Regions from separate parts of the Mus musculus genome. Here regions 1 and 3 are each linked to region 2. Evidence: chromatin contacts called from public Hi-C and promoter capture Hi-C data. All regions are on one chromosome and are shown on one strand. The core of a region is the stretch at or near the end of the contact, and the rest is flanking DNA. Distances in the headings are between cores, read along the strand shown.

Region 1 (2,849 bases), core at 14-2,513, 4.9 Mb after region 2:
GAATGATGGCCTTTAATGCTGGAAGTCAAACCATAAACTTAACTTCTGCTTTCCTCCTGATTGGTGGTTGTTAGAAAGTGAAGTGCCAGGGGGCGGGCTTGTAACCTGGGGGGTGCAGATTTGTTGGGGAGTAACCTGGAAACCGGTGCTAGGTACTGGTCTGTTAGTTTACTCGAGTTCAATCTTAGGTCAGGCTTTCTGTGATGGAGTCTGAACCCAAAAGATTCATTGCAGGGTGTGATGGCTCAGTGTCCATAATAACAACCCTCAGGAGGCTAAGGCAAGAGAATCCATCATGGATTCCAGGCGGGCCTGCCTGGCTTACAAAGGGAATTTACGACTACCTTGGGTTACATAATAAGAGAAAGAACGAACACACTTAAAATTCTAGGGTCCCAGAACTAATGAACCAGAAGTCGTTTGAGTATCATTGGTCAGTCAGAGACATTTGGAGACTGAATGTGTCATCAATTAGGAACTTCCTAATGGTTTTGGAGCTTGGTTTGAAAGTTGAGGAAAGGATTGCCTAACACTGATGTGGATAAATATTTAAAATGTGTGCATGTTACCCTAGAGAATAGGCATCTAAGAGTCAGAAGTCTGAAGTCAAGAGATGCCCTAATGGATAAAGGCTGTAGGGTGCCTACAAGCAAGACAGTTTGCAATGTGAGGTGCCCAGTCACATAGTGGCAAACCCTATTTCCACATCGCTGCTGGTGCCCCTCTTTTCAACAGCCTGGACCTAGTGCCCTCACTGCAGTTGCAGCTTGCTGGGCCAGGGCATGAACCCAGCTGGCTCAGGTCGTGGCTCTTGGCAAGAGCAAGTACAAACAGTTCCCTTGAGCTGGGCTTGGCCGCAGTTGATCACAGTCCTGTGTGAGAGGCATCCTCAGCTTACTCGCATCCTTTGATGAACCAGGTACCAAAGCCCGGCTGGGGTACCGCAGACTGCACCTCCCAGGCTTCAGCAGCCCAGAGTCGCGTGGCTGTGAAACTGAAGAATACGCCCCTTAGTGCTGTGCCTTAACCCTCTAAATCCGGACAGAACTACAAAGACCATGAGCCCAGATATGGGAGTGCATTGCTTTCTGGGAGCAATAGTCCTATATGCAGAGCGATGCTGGCGGGTCCTGCCAGGCTGGACTACATATCCCAGCATGCCTGAGCGAGTGGTGGTGGGGGAACAGGAGGGAGGGGAGAGCCCCGGAGGATGTGAATGGGGAGGGGGCACCCGCCCCCTTCCCCCACCCTTCCCTTTAGCTTGGGTAGGGGTGGGGGGAGGGGCCGGGCTGAGCTGCAGCCGCGGCGCTCCGGGAGGGCAGGGCCAGGCAAGGGCGGGACTGGCCCGAGGCTGGCGGACTGGAGAGCGGTGAAGCTAACGGGTCCAGGCGCGGGAGGCGGCGGCGGCGGCGGCGGCGGCGGCAGCGGCGGCAGCTCTCTGCACGGGCGGAGGCGGCGGCAGGAGCGGCAAGCATGGCCCGCGCGGCGCCCAGCGCAGACTGAGGTGCGCGGGCGGGATGAGAGAGGGCGGGATGCGGGGCTCCCCGGGCCCCGTGCTGCCCCTACCGTCTTCTGTGCGGGCAGCGGGCTTGGCCCAGAGGCCCAGATCCAGCGGGTCCAGCCCAGCAACTTCCCTCGGGTCTGGGCGCCGTGTGGGCGGGGGTCCGATTGCCTTGGCCTCGATCGGGATCCCCGTCTTCTGCTTCTGCATATCTAACCACTCCCAGTCTTTCAGGCACTCCTGTAACACTCCTTGCTGGCAGCCCCCAGCCTCAGCCTTTGGAGTTCTCTGTCCTCGTCCACACTTCCACACCCCAGGTGTTGGTACTTCCAGCCCTAGGGCGCTTGGGAACCTGCTCCATCCGGAATCCCCTGCCCCACTTCTCCTGGTCACAAGCTGTCTGCACCATCTTCACTTCTTTCCTCTACCCTTCGGCCTTTCCCCCACCTGGCACTGACCCCTAGCCACACTCTGTGGCCTAGTTCTCTCTAATAAGACCTGACAGCTTGATCCCCTTCCTACTTTGGAAAAACTGAGGCATGAACCCACCGGAAACTTGGTCATGGTGTGCCCGTCCTCTCTGGACGCTGGCCTGAGCACTGTCCCTTGTCCCTCTTGTTCCTTCCATCCTTTGCCATATAAGACACGTTACTTCCCTCCAGTCATGCCCCTGTGACTGAATCAAACTTCCCAGCCCCATATACAGCTCCAGTGTTCCCTGTTTAGTTCTTCCACTACTTCTGTTGTCCCTGCTTTGCACAGCCCTCCACCTGGAAAGGAGTCTCAGTCCTTTTGCTGCTCGTTCAAGTTAGCCTTTCTGCTTCTCTCTTGCCAACTGCATCCATCTCCTCCCATGTTGCCTCTTGTTTTTCATCTGTGTACTAAGAATAATTCAGGGACCCCTGGGACCCCTGGGAAGTAGTCAGTCATTCCTTGTCAGTAACCCATACTCCTGTCTACAAATGTCTAGAAACTGTTTGGCCATCCCGTCCTCATGCTTGGTGGGCTCAGAAGTGTGGGTTGGAAGGGACCGTTTACCTCTATGAAGATGGTGACATTGAAGGACTCTGGTCATCATTCTAAGCTAATCTGACTCCTGCTGCTAACTTTGGAGGAGGGTTGCCCCTTCTGGGGGATGGTGTGGGGGATGCCTGCCTGAGTGCTTTGTGGAAGAAGGTACGGTGCCTACAGGCGGTGATCTCTTGTTTAGTTGTGGTGATTCTGAGTTGAAGAGGGATGGAGGGTACACAGACTTGACTGCATAATTCAGTTTTTGTTTGTTTGCTTTCTGTTTGTCTTCCTTCAGCCGGATTTTCCTTTGGGTCACACTTTCTTCCCCTGTCTCCCA
Region 2 (2,755 bases), core at 97-2,596:
GCGTGTGGGTGGGTGTTCAATGTCCTCAGAGCTCCTATCACAGCTCTAATCTCTTTGCACAGTAATTATATATTTGCTATTCCTCTCTCTCTCAACCCTGATGGGAGACTATCTCTGTATCTCTGTGTCCCTCATAAGTACTGGTAAAGCCCTGAGCAGGAATAAACCAGTCCAAGATGAATGGCTCACGAGCTCAGAACATTCCTTGCTCTTCTGACCCTAGGCTTAGCCGGGGTCCCCCTGAGGCTCACTTAGTAGCCCAGGAATCACTGAGATGCAGAGATCTTTGCAAGGAGCTTGTGCTTGCTCCATTCTCCCAGGGGCTTTTGTGAGTAGTATCAGACTTGCTGTCGTGGAGGAGGTGGTCACTGGCTTCTCCCAACTCCTTCTCTTAATCATGCGCTAAGTAAACAAGACTGAGTCCCCAGACTCCAAGGGATGGTGTCTTGGGCCATCTCATGTCTCACCGGGGAAGGCAGACTCTTTGAGGTGAAACCAAGATTGAAAGCCGGTTCTTTTTGACAGCGTCACTTCCTATATGTGGGCTTTCCTTGCTCGGGTGTCACAATGCCTTAGTCTCACGGTTATGTACTAAGATGCAGAGGCCAAGAAGGGTACTTTTCTCTGTGTCTGCTCAACTTCCGTCAAGGACCAGACCTGGTCCCTCTGATTTAGGTGAGGCCTAGCTAGAATGCATGGCATCCTCTCCGGGCCGGCTTGAGGGGACAAAGGCACAGCCACTGAGACGGGGCCCCACCCCAGAAGGGTGGCTCTGAATCGACTCCAGACTTGTCTCGCAAGGTTTTCTTCGGCTCCACCCTAACCTACCCAAAAGTTCGAACCAATCCCTGGCCCTCTCCAAGTTACGCCATCGAAGTTGGTATGGAGGGATGCGGGGGATGAGTGGTAACTTTTGAGGTGGTCTAACGAACGTATCCACTCTAAACTCAGCTATAAGTGAAAAGTACCTCTGTGGGGCCAAATATCCGGACACCTATAACCCTGGCGCTCTGCTACCCACTTCCTCGACATGAGCTCCGCCCGATGAGGGGGAAAAAGATAGTCTCCAATTGGCCTACGTGGGTTCCCAATCTAATTAGACAGCGCTATTGGCCCTACCCTGGTCTTGGTTTAGAAACTGCGGAAGAAAGAGAGTTTTAACTACAACTTCCGAGAGGGAGCAGGGCTCTGGCGCTTCTTGCTCACGTGACTTCCTCCTCGCAGAGGACTCACGCGATAGGTCGGTGAGGAGGCGGGGCCCGTGGCTGTCAGCGGGGCCAGCGGCCTATGGGCTGCCCCGTCGGGCGGGAGCGCGGCGAGGGGCGGGGCTGGGCGCGCTGCAGGGCGCGGGAGCGCGCCGGCGGCGGTGGCGGCAGTGGCGGCGACTGTGGGGGTGGGGGGCGGGGAGCCTTGGTTGAGGCGACCGTGGCTTTTCTGCACCCTCGACCGGCGGCGGTGACGGCTCCCGGTGCGGCGGGGCGCTCGGCCAGCTTTCTAGGTCGGAACGGAACGCTCGGCCTCGCGGGCCCCGCCCGGAAAGTTTGCAGTGGAGCCGCGACCTCCTGGCCGGCGCGGCCCAGCATGAAGCGGCGCTGAGGAGCCGCCGCGGCCGCCTGAGGAGGAGGCGCTGCACCCCGGGCCACGCCGATGACTACTGCAAACTGTGGCGCCCACGACGAGCTCGACTTCAAACTCGTCTTCGGCGAGGACGGGGCACCAGCGCCGGTGTCCCAGGTCTCGCGGCCTGCAGGTGGGTGCCGGGCCGGCCGGGACTGTGGAGCGTGCCCTCGCCGCGCTCCCGCCAGCTCGCCTTCCCCTCGGTCCCCCTGGTGCGTGCGGGTGGCGAGGAAAGCCCGATTTAATTTGAGGAGGAGAAGGAGGCGTGTGGTTCGGGGCGACGTGGAAGTGTCTTGGCTGCGAGCGAACTAGTAGGGAACTCGACTCCGAGAGGCCAGTGGCCGGCGGACGCCCGGGCTTTGGAGGCAGAGGTTGTTGGGGCCAAAGCCCCAAGAGGTTTCTGGTTGTCGTAGCTGTGCCAGCGTGGTGCAGAGGAAATGTCTCCGAGAAGTGTAAGCGCACTTCGCTGTCTTTAGGCTAGTTGTAAAATTCTTTATTTGAAAGATGCGTGTTTTCAAATTCCACTTTAAAAAAAAATCTACTTTGCTAGAAGAGCGAGTTCGAGTTAGTGTCCACTTGTGTAAATTTATATTCCATCCACGCTTAGTTTCAAGTATACTATAACGGACCTTTCTGAAAACTGGGTTGTTTTGCTTGGGCAAAGTGTTTCTGGAGATTAAAAAACAAAAACAAAAAAACAAGATACGTTGCCTTTTAAAATTACAGTTCTCCTAGAATGTTCTAGAAGGCATTTTTTAATAATTTTAAAAAAAAAAGCTCTTCTCAGAAGATGTTTTAAAAGATAAGTTGGGAAAGCTGGACACCATAATGCTTGCGGGTCAAACCAGTCAGTAAATAGAAACAGGATGATGACTGGGGACTTAACTCTCTCCTGTGACCTGGTTTGGAATAGTGTGGTTCGTTAAGTTCAGCTTCCCTATTACATATGCAAGAGAACTTAGAAAAAGAAGATGGATAAGAGTATTCATGTTTATTCTTTCCAGTATTAAGTGAATTATTTAAATTTTTTCATAGTATTGTGAGGGCTAATACATTGTTTTCTCAGCGTTGCATTGAATCTCTAGGTGGTACAATACCTTTTAGTTCCTTTTCAGCCTTCGTATACTGTTTTCAACGT
Region 3 (2,701 bases), core at 105-2,604, 4.8 Mb after region 2:
GGGTTATAAATCTTACCAAACTTACATCTTTCCATATGCTTATATATGTGCATGTTCAAGAACATATATTTATTGCATATTTTATGTGCTGTCTTTAACCAAAGGATGAATTTTTTTGAGAAACCAACAAGACAGCTTTCTGCTACAGATACCGAGAATCTTACTCAATGCCTACACTATAATTCAGTTAGCGAAACTGTTAACGCTACATATAAGCAAATGAAGTTATACCTCTAAGATTTAGTCCTAAAATACCTAATAAACTAATATCTCTAAGGCTTATCCCTAAAGGTTGAACTGGCACTGGCAGCTTGAGGGTAGAGGACCTCACAATTTACAAGGCTGTCACGGATGAGTTCCGGCTGCACCATAAGCAGCGAACGTGATGTTATGACTTTGGACATTTGCTTTAACAGGGGGGAAGATGGTACCTTGCCTCGTAAGGCTCTGTATGCAGAATTTCGTGTTTGAGGCTACGAGAAGGAAACCTATGGCCTTGGGCAAGTGCTCTCTACCATTAGGTTTGGAGGATTAAAATGAGCACCTACTCACTCAACACCAAAACAAACGGATCTCCTGGCTTACTGAAGAGGTGCTTCCTGGAGGAATATCCGGTATCAGGTAACCGTAACAGCCAAACCGTGGAAAGCTTCCTCCCCCGCCTCTGCCTATAATCTCCGGTTCCACCATCACCTCCTTTTTATCTTGCACAGTCTTCAAATGGGTACTATTAGCCTTCGGGTTTTTTTTTTCTTTCTTTTACAGTAAACAGAGGTTCAGAGGAGAAACAACATTTTGCCTAACTACCAAATGCACAAGTTCAAACCAGATCCCCGGCTCCCGGGCGGTTTCTGATAGTTGCACATTTTGAACAAACAGAATTTTTACCCCTTGCTGATTGAATAGTCTTTCAATCTCGAGTCTTCCTATGCAGCCTCGGTGGGACTCCCACTTCCTCAACCTCCCCCGCGTGGTGGAAATACACGAGTGTGCCACCACGTTAAACTCGCAAGCCTTAAAGGACTCGTTCCCACTCTGAAGACACAAGTGGGCGAAGAGTCCACGAGGCCATTTGCCCACGGCAAGCATTTCCCTAACCTCACGCCTACCGAACCTCTCGGGCCTAAAACTGCCCCTGCGGCTCCGGCCGAGGTGCCGGGCAGCTCTCTCCTATGAGCGCTCTCCACTTCCTCCGCGACAGAGAAGCTGGGAGGCCACTTCTTTACCCTGCTGCAAGAAGGATGGCTTCGGTACCCGACGGATGCTGAATCGCTTCAAGGCCTAAGCCACCGCCACTGCCGATCCGCCGGCGTCCGCCATTAGCCTTCAAGACGGGCCTTCGGGTGCCGCGCGACGGGAAAAAGGTATCTAGCCCCCGCCTGATAAATAGATGTAAATTTGGGATGTTTTCATCTTGCACCTGAAGACTAATGAGTTATCTAAAATTTATACGTTACGGTAAGTTTTCTGTAAAATAGAAGGTTAGTTTTAAAAATAGACTTCCAATGGTTTTGATCGGGCATATCTGTGGGCAGCCCCAAAGGTCACCGCGCCAACGCAGAGGGGACCTCGCAAGCCCGGAAGCGCCCACCGGGAGCCAAGATGGCGGAGGTGGAGTCTCCGCTGAAATTGTCAGGAGCTCCTCCGCCACCGGAGGGGGTGGGAGGAGGACACTGCTCCGAAATCTCCACCGAGCTCATTCGCTCTCTGACAGAGCTGCAGGAGCTGGAAGCTGTGTACGAACGACTCTGTGGCGAGGAGGTGGGGAGCTGAACCTCCTTTTTCCTGGAGGATCCGGTGGCAGAGGGCATCACGGGTGTCGATCGCTTTACCAGGGAAAACGAGAAAGCAGCTTCCCAAGAGGCTTTAATGTAGTTGGGCATTTGGGTACACCTGTCAGTTCTACTCAAGCTTATTTGACCTGTTACCTGGACTACTTCCTTGGTCTGCCTCCGTATTGATTTCCCTGACGAGTAAAACTGGAAGTGGTGTGTGTGTGTGCGCGTACATGTATGTATTACATGCACACATACATATGTGTATACCGAATTGGCTTGACTTCAGAATAAGAATTGCTTTGGCTTGGGAAGTGAAAAGTTACGAAAGTTTCTTCTCGACTCATTTAAAGGAGAAGTTCCTTTCTATTTAGCTTGAAGGTCTAAGACTTTTTCTCTTGGAAGAAATGATTATGTGTGTATTTTTAGCATTTCAGTTAAGTGTAGGCATTTGGATGTTTTCTTATTTTGAGACGGCCTCGGTGTTGCCCATATTGTCTTCAAATTGGCTACCTTCCTAGAGCAACCTCTCAAGCTACTGGCATTATAGGCGAGCTCACAACTCCCTAGAAGTTTGAAATCTCCCTGTTAGGACTTTGAAGTTTTAAGACTAAGGCGCAGCTGTCTGGTCTCGGACAAGTGATTTCATCTCTTGTACCTCGGATGTGTGGTCAATCAAGTAACAGGTGTGGAAAGGATTCGGCTTCCTTTCTATTAATAGCATGCTATATCTCTTTATATACGTTTGTTTCTTTTCCATGGCAGTCTGGTGCTGTCAGTTCGTGGATGGATTCCTTGCAAGTCAGAAGATGTAACCTCTCACCTAAAAACCTTGGCAGCTGTTTTTCCCAGGGAACTTTTTTTTTTTTTCTTTTTAGATAGGCTCTAACTATCTAGCCCTACCTGGCCTGCAACTCACTATGTAG

Evidence for each region. Promoter capture Hi-C pulls out the DNA fragments that hold promoters and counts their contacts. Hi-C and Micro-C count contacts between places; a contact is called where the count stands out from the background.
Region 1: a Hi-C map of B cells shows a contact between it and region 2, with 5 read pairs. The contact joins the promoter of St3gal2 here to the promoter of Nfatc3 in region 2.
Region 3: a promoter capture Hi-C map of pre-B cells shows a contact between it and region 2, with 2.7 times the contacts expected there. The contact joins the promoter of Sf3b3 here to the promoter of Nfatc3 in region 2. A contact is called at or near these places in 2 of 39 promoter capture datasets (cranial neural crest and pre-B cells).

What each region holds. Positions count from the first base shown.
Region 1 is chr8:110,918,602-110,921,450 of GRCm38.p6, forward strand. St3gal2 (ST3 beta-galactoside alpha-2,3-sialyltransferase 2) reads left to right here and starts at 1,264. Exons shown (of 7, transcript NM_009179.3): 1 at 1,264-1,504.
Region 2 is chr8:106,058,244-106,060,998 of GRCm38.p6, forward strand. It overlaps Nfatc3 (nuclear factor of activated T cells, cytoplasmic, calcineurin dependent 3), which reads left to right and starts at 1,347. Exons shown (of 10, transcript NM_010901.3): 1 at 1,347-1,750. The coding sequence starts at 1,648.
Region 3 is chr8:110,845,449-110,848,149 of GRCm38.p6, forward strand. Sf3b3 (splicing factor 3b, subunit 3) reads right to left here and starts at 1,355. Exons shown (of 26, transcript NM_133953.2): 1 at 1,227-1,355. Cog4 (component of oligomeric golgi complex 4) reads left to right here and starts at 1,576. Exons shown (of 19, transcript NM_133973.2): 1 at 1,576-1,761. The coding sequence starts at 1,603.